2 separate regions of the Arabidopsis thaliana genome follow, and region 1 is linked to region 2. The links are chromatin contacts, called in public HiChIP or PLAC-seq maps. All regions are on one chromosome and are shown on one strand. The core of a region is the stretch at or near the end of the contact, and the rest is flanking DNA. Distances in the headings are between cores, read along the strand shown.

Region 1 (5,589 bases), core at 2,001-4,500, 49 kb after region 2:
ATTGGTTAATGTCTGGTTAGAATCACATTACAAAAATTTAATATGAATGATTCTAGTTAATTTCCGCAGAAGAACGTATTAAAAATGTTCCATAAAATTGTTCAACGTGACGACCACGCTGTCTTAATTCTAACAATTGACTTCGAAACTTCAAATTCATACAAACGTCGCACGTGTGCATTTTTTTAGTTTTTGGTTTTAAAAGTTGAAATTTCTACATGAAGTTAATTAATGATCCTTGGGAGCAGAATTGGATCTCCTAAATCATTAAATCGCATTCGTCAGTATCAACGTCAATAAAATGTAGAAACTAATACTACTAAATAGCTTTCCTCCGTCTCTGAATTGGTTGATATCTAAAGTTAACGACGTAAGGGTACATATTATTCAAACATACATTATCCACAACATTTTAGGAATTTTAAAGTTATTTAACTATTAGGAGTAAAATGTAGTAGCTAACTGAATTTTTCTCTCATATATAAAAAATTTCATAAAACCCCTTCTTAAGAGAATTAAAGAAACTCAATGGCTAAATGTAGCCTAATATCACCGTAATAGACATGCAAGTCTAGAAAAAAGCGTATTTGGAACAGATCAATGTGATTATCTTCTAATTATATGTACTCGTTCCCCAAATCTCGTTTGTTAAATCAGAACCGTTGAGATAAAGACACGTGGCGAGATCTTCTGTGAGAAGACACGACCGACAGAAATCCACGTGGACCACGTAACTTAGACCTATACGCAGTCTCATCGTACGGTCTCCGGTAAAACTTCAGATACGGTACAAACGCTTCACGTGACTTCTCGCCTCCTCCACCGACATTGTTCTCCCGACGAAAGAACATCGCCGGCGACTGAAAGAACGAAGGACGTGGAGTTTTCCGATACGAAACCGTCTTTGTCTTCTCCGGCAACGGCGTCGATGGAAACAGACTCTTTCTGCATGCGGCTGGTTTCGCGTCTTTGAAACCACGCACCGCCGGAGACGCGAAGGGTAACGACCGTGCACTGAGAGGAGAAACAGGAGCAGCGGCGGAGGATGAGACGGCGGGGTTATAAGGTGACGTGTCGGTGAAGGAAAGATACCACGGCTTCAACGAGTTCTGAGAGACTGTGAAAGCGAATCTTGAAGAAGCTGAACCAATCGAGGCCGTTGATTTAATCGACGATGCGTCGAATCTTAAAGATGTTGATCGAGGATTTGATGACACGTGGGTGATATCTAGCGGTTCGTCGTAGTCTAGAGACGACAGTATCATCGTGGCCGTTGAGAGCTCCACAAAAGGACGAACACCCTGACAATTGGTACGAACAAACAAAACGTACTTTTGAGCTTATCCATACTAATCACAATTAGAGAATTAATAATATGTAATTAATGGGTTTAGGGTTATAGAATAATTACCTTCCAAAGGTAAGAGAAAAAAGAGGGAGGGTCGATGATAAAGGCTTTGTAAAGTCGGCATGGGTAATTATCTGCGATGATTTTTAGGGTCGCCAAAAGCAAATTCGCAAATGCAGAGGATGATCTGAAAAAGCCTGTTTTTTTTGTATGGTATTAAGAAAAAGGAATATTAATCGATTTTGTACAAATATTTAAATTGTCTAATCGGGTTTGAAATTTTTTTGAAGGTGTATTTTTGCAGAGAATAAAATGTACTTACATTTTTATATAAAGGAATAAAATTCGAAAAGGTTGATTCAAAAAAATAAAATAAAGTTTGTGCAGAACGTAAAAAAGCATAAATCTTTAATAGCGTGATACTAAACTAAGGTATTGATCTTTTGCATTGTAAAAATATAGGTATTTGTAAACTAAGGTATACGCCAATTATTAAATAATATTTGTTAGTCAGTTAAGCTTTTCTCAAATTTAAAAATATTATTTTAGTAACAAAAAAAGGTGAAAAATCGTATAAATATAGATAAGGAATCAAAAATAAAATTCAGACTGGAAATTGTCGTTTTGGCTGGTTTAATTACTCAAAAACTTAAAACTTTTCAAGACAACTAAATTATGATTAGTTAGTGGATAATTAACAGAAGAAATTGACGTTGACACATAAGGGGACAAATCGGACATCAAATAAATGCAAATACATGTCCGAGTGTTTTTGGTCCCGACATGACTCAATCCACAAAATAAGAAAACCAAATAACCAAACAAAATCACGGATTAGTACATAGAAATTTGGAAGGTTGCTAGGGATTAAAAAGTAAATTTGGAAACAGTAAGGCTTTACTTACTTGCATCAAAGAGAAGAACAAAGCTCTGTTCCGTGTTTCTGGACATGCTTGAAATCGCAGTCTCAATCGTGAACGCTACCAAACGCGTAAATCTTCAAACAAAACAGGAACGTTTTTAAGAATATCAATACAGTTTAAAATCAGTAATATATAAACTTACTGTTTTTGGGTATGCAGCTTCTGATAATCATGCTTAAAACGGAAAATCTGTAAAAATCAACCTCACTTTTGTTATCATTCATAACATTAATAATAACAAAAAAGATGGATTTATGAAGAAATTACAATAACGGGTCTTGATTCTCTGTCGTGGCCGGAGATGTAAGCTACACCGTCGCTAAGTTCCGTCGAGAACTCCTCTGCTCCCAATCGCTCTTCACATATATAAATAAAAACAAAAGCTTTTAAGAAAAAGTGTTTGATTTCTTAACAATACAAATGGAAAACACAAAAAACATACCAATATCGAAATTTTGTCTCCAAGAAAGACATGAACTGAGTTGTTTCGCTGCTTTTTTCACATTATCTCCTTTCACCTTCAAGAATCTCTCAACACACTCTCTGTTACAGAACTTCTCCTGTAAAAAAAGGTTTTGTTATTCATGAAAAGTTCGAAGCTTTTGTTTATGGAAAGTAACACATGCAGATATGAGTAGACGTACTTGTTTAAAAGTGAGTGGAGATTGTTTCTTGACCAAGCGAAGAACAGCTTCGACTTTCTCATCTTTCTTCCCCATTTTTTTTTATGAAGATCTCTTAAATCTCTCTGTTTTGGTTTATAAGAACGAAGAAACAGAGGATGATGAAGAGAAAGGAAAAAAAAAAGATTGGATGTTTTGGGAGAGAAAGAAGCTGCGACAATGATTGTATTTGCGTGTTTGTGCCGCGAGCTTCTTCTTGTAGCAAAAGAGATCTTTGTATCTCTCTTTCTCTAGAGAGTGTGTGTGTTGTTGTGTCTTACATATGTTGGAGACTGGAGAGACGTTATTGGCTGGTGGATGACGTTGTTATGTCGTTTTGCGAACGTTAAATGTTTAAAAGCTAAAGCCGTTGTGGCCGCCAGTGACGCCATCTAACGCCGTTAAATGGCTCTGCTTTGTGTGAACCAAAAAAAAAACTTGTGTTTCATTAATTAGTCAAATGTTTGTTTATTACTTAATCATGTGTTTAATATCCTTAAGTACTTTATAAAGCTTTTGCTAAGTGAGTTCTGTAACTATGATACTTGAACTTGTAGATTGTAATAAAAATAGAATAAATGTTTTTTATTAGTAACACCTAGTTCATATATAGTCAACGTCTATATAACCTAGCTCAAGTACTTCCAACGATCGACAGTGACGTTGGCCAATTAAATGCTTTTGCAGTAACAAGAGTTCTGAATTTCTGATCGACCAGTTATAATTTATTTTCCCTATAACTCGGTAAGAATGACATAACAAATTCCATATTTTGTTTTCGTTGCAATGTGACGTTATATAAGCGAGAAATGAAAAATAAACAAACGTTATAAGCGTGTCATTAACTTTGTGTTTGGAACACACATGTTAGTTTGAAGTTACATTTCATAAACTTAAGTGTTATGACGAGTAAAATAGTTTTGAAGTGACGAATAACTCTATAAATTACATTGATTACTATTTGACAACTAACGAAAAAATACAATGAAATTTGAAATAATATTCCAGCACTGTGAAGGCGTGAAAGAGGTTTTAATTGAAAACTCAAACTTAAAAATCCCTCTGTTTATTTTTGAAATAACAACATTTTGTGATTGAAATTGTTGATGTGACTAATTGTTACTATTCGTTTTTACTAGTACGTCGTCACATTTCGATCCTAGATGCAATGTATAGTTTCAGTTGCAAACTGTTGCACCCATGTCTGATTTCATCCAGTAAAACATATTTTCTATACCAGCAATTAACCAGATCAATTTACCAAACCCAACAGATACTAGTTAATTACTTTTGAGGGTTTAAAAGAACAGAAACACTCGTAATCTCATGGAGAGGAAAAAACCACATTTACATAATTAGTAAAAATATTAACATTAACTAGATTATAACTCGCGGTATACCGCGGAGACAATTGTTTTTTAAAAATTAGTATATATAAAAGTCTGTAAATTATATTTATCTATAAAATATTTATATTTTATAGTTTATAATTATTATTAAGTAACATCCTTCCAAACTCGTTCTTCCAAACCCGTCCCGTTAAAAAAATATGCGGTACACCGCTAATTTTAAAAAATATTTTACGGGATTGCAATTATATTTTAGTTTGTCAAACAAATTTTTGTTTTAAATAGTTGTCGAAATCTAATTCAAATATTGGAGAAATAAGATTTAGTGAACTCATAAGAAATGTATTTAGGTGCGTTTTGCTCATTTTAAGGGATTGCAATTGTATTTTGGTTTGTTAAATATTTTTTGTTTTAAATAGTTTCCGAAATCTAATTCAAATTTTGGAGAAATCTACGTGATATATGGGATTGAAATATATTTGGAATATTTTTTGTTTGTTAATCAATTTATTGCCAAAAGAAAATCAATAATTAAAAGCCAGTGGCAGCCATTGTAAATAAGTTCCAACTCGAGGATTTATTTCACAAAATAGCTGCAAAAATGTATATATAGATTACTAAACTATTATCTTTCCTCCGTTCAAACGTGCAACTTTTTTTAGTCTATCGTATCATTAAATTCGTATACCTGATAATTACTAGGGTCTAGGTTCCTTAATGACACAGAAGATTGTTTAATTCTACAAATCAGTCTTTATTAACCCTAAACTCTACTTTTTAACGGGTCAACAATACTGAATGACGATGGTGGAGTAAATATTCTTGAAAAAGAAGACCGTTGTCGTCACGGCGGCGACTTGCTCGTACGTGGTTAGTGGTAGTAAAATCTCGTACGTGGGTAGTGGTAGTATAATTACATAATGACCAGTAAAATCCACATGTCAAAAGCAAAGATTACACAAAAAAAAGCGAGTTCACGTTCACGTGCTCGTTTCCTAATGCTTTCTGTCTAATGTCCACACACCGACAAAGAAAGTCAAAAAGATAATTGATGATCTCTTCTGTATTAACTTCAATTAGCACAGTGAAAGGCACACGAAAATCGTTTAGTTATAATGATCAACGAGACGACTCTATATATAGATTGATGATAGTCTTAGATTAAAAGATTTTTATTTTATTTTTATTGCAATTTACTTTGGCACTTCAAATCTTGAGATTGGTAATTGTGAAAGTCTCTGTTATTTTTAACCCTTAAAATCAAAATCAAATCACTCGGAGTTAGGACTATAGGAGTTATAGAGTCT
Region 2 (5,740 bases), core at 1,418-3,917:
ATTAAGGTGTTTATCCAAATTCGTTACTCTTCTTGTACTCGTATCTCTCCGCTGGCTGTATATTTTATATACTTCATTATTTGTTTACTTTGAAGTTTGAAATCATTTACCTGTATGATCCATTTTGTTTCACACAAATCCGTATTTGTAAGGTAAGGTCACTAAATTCTTTCTAATATGGCGCAGATTGTTCCCACAGAATATAGATATCTTTCAAAAGACGTACTGTCAACAAATCAGTACTCTGTAACTGAATATTTCACGCCAATGACTGAATTCGACCGTACATGGCCAGGTTAGTCGATCAAACTTCATTTCCAGTATGCACCTGGTTCTTATTACTCTCTTTCTGTTTTCTGATGTATCTTTTTTTCTTCCAGCTGTTTACTTCTTATATGATCTTTCACCTATCACTGTGACCATCAAGGAAGAACGCCGTAGTTTTCTCCACTTAATCACTCGTCTTTGCGCTGTATTAGGCGGTACATTTGCTTTGACAGGTTAGTCCCATCTCAGTCTTGCCTCCAATACTCAATCTTTCAAAATCTTTTGCCTAATATAGTTTATCTCATACCTTAAAACAGGAATGTTAGATCGTTGGATGTTCCGCTTTATTGAATCTTTCAACAAGAAGCCGAGTACTAGAGCGTAAACTAGCTGAAACAGAGACAAAACAATGAGAAACAAAAAAAACCAAAGGAAGGAAGAAGAATCTCTCAAATCCCAAAACTTGTATCTGCCTTCTTCAGACAACAACACCCACCAGAGATTCCAGGATTGATGATTACATTACTCAGAAACTCTAGAATCCATGGATATAGTTTTTTTTTGAGTCTCTCTTATGTATTACTCTGATTATCTCTGGTTAAACTAGTAGAGTTAATTTGTAATTTTTATTCACCTTGCTTCCTGGGATTTTAACATTTTTGCATCTTTTCACTTGTCTCAGTAAAAAAACAAAATTATACTGTAGCTCACCGTAAGATAACGTACACTCGTCACAGGTGATCCTGTCCTCACAATTCTCTCTGATTTCGCTTACTCTTTCACTGAAACCCTAATTTGGGGTTTTTCAGATTTCCTTCAATCTCTCGTCGTCATTTCTTCGTCTCACCGTTGAATCTGAAAATGATCGCCGGAGTATTGCGCCGATCTTCACTCCCGTCGAGGCAGACTCTCTCCGCCGCGTTAGCCTCCTTCAATTCGTGTATTTCGCACAATCTCACTCCAGCCACCACCGGAGCTTCCGTCAGCTCTCGATTCACTCTCGCGTCGTCTCCTAACTCGTTTGGCATCAGAGCGAGGAACATCCACATTAGATCTGAGCCGTCGATGATTGTTCCCGCAGGAATCGCGTCACAAGGTTACGCCACTGTCACAAAGGATCGCAAAAACGAGATTAAGAAAGCTAAGATTAAAATTTCTCCAGACAATGTCAGACCATTGAGTAGGAAGGAGATCGCTCTCCAGGTATATGCATTTTTGTTCAAATTCATAGAATATTATTCAAAGTGCTTCATCAGATTCAAATTCGAATAGGAATCGGAATGTGAAATTCATTGAAATGATTTAGAACTGTTGTTTATGTTGTTGTTGTTGTGTGTTTGGGGTTGAATTGTAGAAAGAGGCAGCAGAAGAAAGCACATCAAAGATAAAAGGAACAAAGATTTGTATAGCGATTCGGTCTTTTGTTAACCCGGAAAAGCAAGCTTGGTGTCTTCCTCCTCACACTCGTAAAGTCGCAATGCCCGATACACGAACTCTGTACACGGTGCTAAGATCGCCTCACGTCGATAAGAAGTCTAGAGAACAGTTTGAGATGAGGTTCAAGAAACGGTTTCTTGTCATCAAAGCTCAGAGTCATGAGTTGAGCAAGAAGCTGTTTTGGTTAAAACGTTATCGTATTCTTGGAGCTCAATATGAACTCCAGTTCCATTGCAAGACCCGTTTGGATATGACTCAAGTGTTAGGCAACATCAATGGCTCCACCACCAATGCTTACTGAGATGGCTAAAGACATCATTTTGTAGAAGTTTCAAGACCCAACCGGGTACTATGCAATAATTTCGAACCTTACGGATCCATGAAACCAGCTTTGCTTCACATCAGATCAAGTAGTTATTTTCTTGCTTAGTATAAACATGTGTTTTTGGACGATTTTGAAAGATACAATTGAGTTTCAGTTACAGTGCTTTCCATTTATTCATTAGCCAATCAAAGTCTTTATACATCACCAAGGATTGAGACACATTTAGACTGCTAAAGGTGTCATTTTGAGAAGTTATAGAAACCTTTGACCCGACCATGGAATGATGTCGAACTTTAAGGATCCAAGAGCTCACATTTTAGGTGTATTCATTCATTAGGCAATTCTAAGACTTTTACATTGTACATAATCACTAATGATTTGAGACATATGGTATAGGTTAATTTGATAGATCTGATTCCGAACCTGAGCTATTGCCAATTTGCCACACTACACAAAGTTACAAAAAACAGAACTCATTAACTCTTTGCTTCACATTCAAGAACACCTTTGGGCTCAAGCAAAAAATAATAATCAACTCTGTTTCCTTACACAAGCTTGCACGTGTAGGAACATACCATACACTCACCCGCAGGTGATTATAACAAAGTTCCCTTTATACCCGCCTTTGATTCTTCTTCTTAAATCTCTAAACCCTTTTGCCGTCTCCCTAAAACCCTAATTCTCATTTCTGGGGTTTCACATTTCATCTTCACCAGAATCCATCACACTCTCTGAAATCTGAAAATGATTAGCACAGTACTTCGCCGATCTATCCTTGGTACGTCAAGGCGTACTCTCGCCGCTTCGGTGACCTCCATTAACGCAGCTCTATTTCATAACCTTGCTCCAGCCGCCGCCACAGTCTCCGATCTAGCAAATGGAGCTACTAATGTCAAGTCTCTCCCTTCGAATTCGAGCCCTTTTGGTGTTAAAGTGAGAGACTTTCATGTTAAATCTGTACCGTCGGAGTTTAGATCGTCGATTGTTTCTTCTGCGGGATTCGCGGCTCAAGAGTATGCTCCTTCTTATGAGAACGATGGAGGGATTGGAGATTCGGAGAGTGTTGGTAGCAGCGGTGGTGGTGATGGGCTTGCGATAGCTGATCTTGGTATATCTCCGGAGATTGTTAAAGCTTTGAAGGGTAGGGGTATTGAGAAACTCTTTCCTATTCAGGTATATATGATCTTCTTCTCTGTTCCATTTGGTTATAGAGATCAATTAAAAGTTTAGATTTTTTTAACTGAGTTTTTGATGTTTGTGTTTGGTTGAATAGAAAGCTGTGTTGGAGCCAGCGATGGAGGGTCGTGATATGATTGGCCGTGCAAGGACTGGAACGGGAAAGACACTTGCTTTTGGGATTCCTATTATTGACAAAATCATCAAATTCAACGCTAAACATGGGTTTGTGTTTACTGTTATATATAACGATCATTTGTGATTGAGAGATTTGCACTTCCTTTGGTTCTTATGTTGTCTTTTGATGTGACAGTCGTGGGAAGAATCCTCAGTGCTTGGTTTTGGCACCGACGAGGGAGCTTGCTCGTCAGGTTGAGAAAGAGTTCAGGGAATCTGCTCCAAGTTTGGATACTATTTGTCTCTATGGAGGTACACCAATCGGGCAACAAATGAGGGAGCTGAACTATGGTATTGATGTGGCGGTTGGAACTCCTGGTCGTATCATTGATCTGATGAAAAGGGGAGCTTTGAATCTATCAGAGGTTCAGTTTGTGGTTCTTGATGAAGCTGATCAGATGCTTCAAGTTGGATTTGCGGAAGATGTTGAAATAATATTGCAGAAGTTGCCAGCGAAGCGTCAGAGTATGATGTTTTCTGCAACAATGCCAAGTTGGATCAGATCTCTCACCAAGAAGTACCTGAACAATCCTTTGACAATTGATCTTGTGAGTAGTCTTATACCTGCTTGTGTTTATATCTTAGAATTGCTGTACAAATTGCAAATATTGATCTTGGCTGTAGCAGTGTAGTTAATGAAGTGACATTTTTTAATGACACATGTACTCTTATGTAATTTAGGTTGGAGATTCAGATCAGAAACTTGCAGATGGGATTACTATGTATTCTATCGCTGCAGATTCTTATGGAAGAGCATCCATCATTGGTCCTCTTGTAAAGGTATGTTTTCTTTACTTTGCTTTTAAGCCAATTATCTGTATCTTGTTTTGATTCTTCATTTTTGTTTCCAGTCGTGATTTTATAACATCTTCTCCTTTACAGGAACATGGCAAAGGAGGAAAATGCATTGTCTTTACCCAAACAAAACGTGATGCAGATCGCCTTGCATTTGGATTGGCAAAAAGCTATAAATGTGAAGCTTTACACGGTGACATATCTCAAGCTCAGAGAGAAAGAACACTTGCTGGTTTCAGGGATGGGAATTTCAGTATTCTTGTTGCAACTGATGTTGCTGCCCGTGGACTTGATGTACCTAATGTCGATTTAGTGAGTGAAAACAATACCTTTTCTTGCGCTTAACTAGTTCTGTTTCTCATTTTATTAACCTGTATTGTGCTTTGTGTACAGGTAATTCATTATGAGCTTCCTAATAACACGGAGACGTTTGTTCACCGAACGGGGCGAACTGGTCGTGCTGGAAAGAAAGGAAGCGCGATTCTCATCCACGGTCAAGATCAAACCAGGGCTGTTAAAATGATTGAGAAAGAAGTCGGAAGCAGATTCAATGAGGTTAATATCTTTCTTTACCACCTTTGTATCTTTTGTATGAATAGCTTGGGTAACAAACAGTTCTGAATCTATTTGGTTTTGAATTCAGCTGCCTAGCATTGCTGTGGAAAGAGGAAGCGCAAGCATGTTTGAAGGAGTAGGTGCTAGATCTGGTGGGTCGTTCGGAGGAGGTCGATCAGGCGGTGGTGGGTATGGTAGTTACGGTAGCAGCAGTGGCCGTTCAGGTGGTGGTAGTTATGGAGGTTATGGTGGCAGCAGTGGCCGTTCAGGTGGTGGTGGTGGTAGTTATGGAGGTTCAGGGGGATCAAGCAGCCGTTACTCTGGTGGTTCAGACCGCTCATCTGGTTTCGGAAGCTTTGGTTCAGGCGGTTCTTCAGGAGGATTTGGTTCAGACCGTTCTTCTCAGTCAAGTGGAAGGAGCAGCTTTGGTGGGTTTGGATCAAACGATGGTAAAAGATCTTACTGAGAGAAGTGTTGTGTTGGTTTTGACCCGACTCAGCAATAATGGAGTTGACTTAGGAGAGAACTCGGTATCTCGAGTTGAGTAGTTTACAAGGAGTCGAGCTATATATAAATTCTGTAGCTACTTCTTGTCTCATAAACCAACATAAGTTATATCATTATTTCATATCCTCTAATTCATTTTTATTTCTCAATTTGAGTGAAATGTGTTTCCCTTACTTCGCCACTTCCATTTATGAATCTTGTTAGATTGTGAGAAAAGGAAATAATGTGGTTGATCAAAGATTCAAATCATCCCTAGTTTTGATTTCTTGTTAGATCTTGCAAGTTTTTGGTAGAACCATACACAAGAAAAATTGTTTTAAGCTTTAATTCTCATATCTGACCAACAAAAATAAAACACAGTCGACAATTATTGTTCACTACAAAAAGCATTACTCTTATGTTTCACAACTAATTAGCCTTCATTTCGCAAAACTTGATGCACTGCATAGCAAGAGCATGCAACTAGCTGCTGAACGAAAAGGCTTGGCTCTGCATAGCTAG

Evidence for each region. HiChIP or PLAC-seq counts read pairs in DNA pulled down with a chosen protein or histone mark.
Region 1: an H3K9ac HiChIP or PLAC-seq map of seedling shows a contact between it and region 2, with 2.4 times the contacts expected there. The contact joins the promoter of AT3G22410 here to the promoter of PMH1 in region 2. A contact is called at or near these places in 13 of 26 Hi-C or Micro-C datasets (callus, cotyledon, leaf and 3 more), 1 of 2 datasets of contacts at active chromatin or transcription factors (seedling) and 1 of 3 other capture datasets (seedling).

Annotation. Positions count from the first base shown.
Region 1 is chr3:7,932,675-7,938,263 of TAIR10.1, forward strand. It overlaps AT3G22410 (Sec14p-like phosphatidylinositol transfer family protein), which reads right to left and starts at 3,251. Exons shown (of 7, transcript NM_113138.4): 1 at 2,916-3,251; 2 at 2,714-2,831; 3 at 2,539-2,627; 4 at 2,414-2,460; 5 at 2,254-2,345; 6 at 1,412-1,545; 7 at 445-1,301. The coding sequence starts at 2,990. The coding sequence ends at 654.
Region 2 is chr3:7,884,609-7,890,348 of TAIR10.1, forward strand. It overlaps PMH1 (putative mitochondrial RNA helicase 1), which reads left to right and starts at 2,668. Exons shown (of 7, transcript NM_113129.4): 1 at 2,668-3,202; 2 at 3,303-3,430; 3 at 3,519-3,930; 4 at 4,064-4,162; 5 at 4,265-4,489; 6 at 4,571-4,732; 7 at 4,821-5,545. The coding sequence starts at 2,774. The coding sequence ends at 5,198. RPS10 (ribosomal protein S10) reads left to right here and starts at 1,029. Exons shown (of 2, transcript NM_113128.3): 1 at 1,029-1,470; 2 at 1,622-2,268. The coding sequence starts at 1,129. The coding sequence ends at 2,005. AT3G22290 (Endoplasmic reticulum vesicle transporter protein) reads left to right here. Exons shown (of 12, transcript NM_113127.4): 9 at 1-6; 10 at 187-295; 11 at 381-500; 12 at 585-984. The coding sequence ends at 652.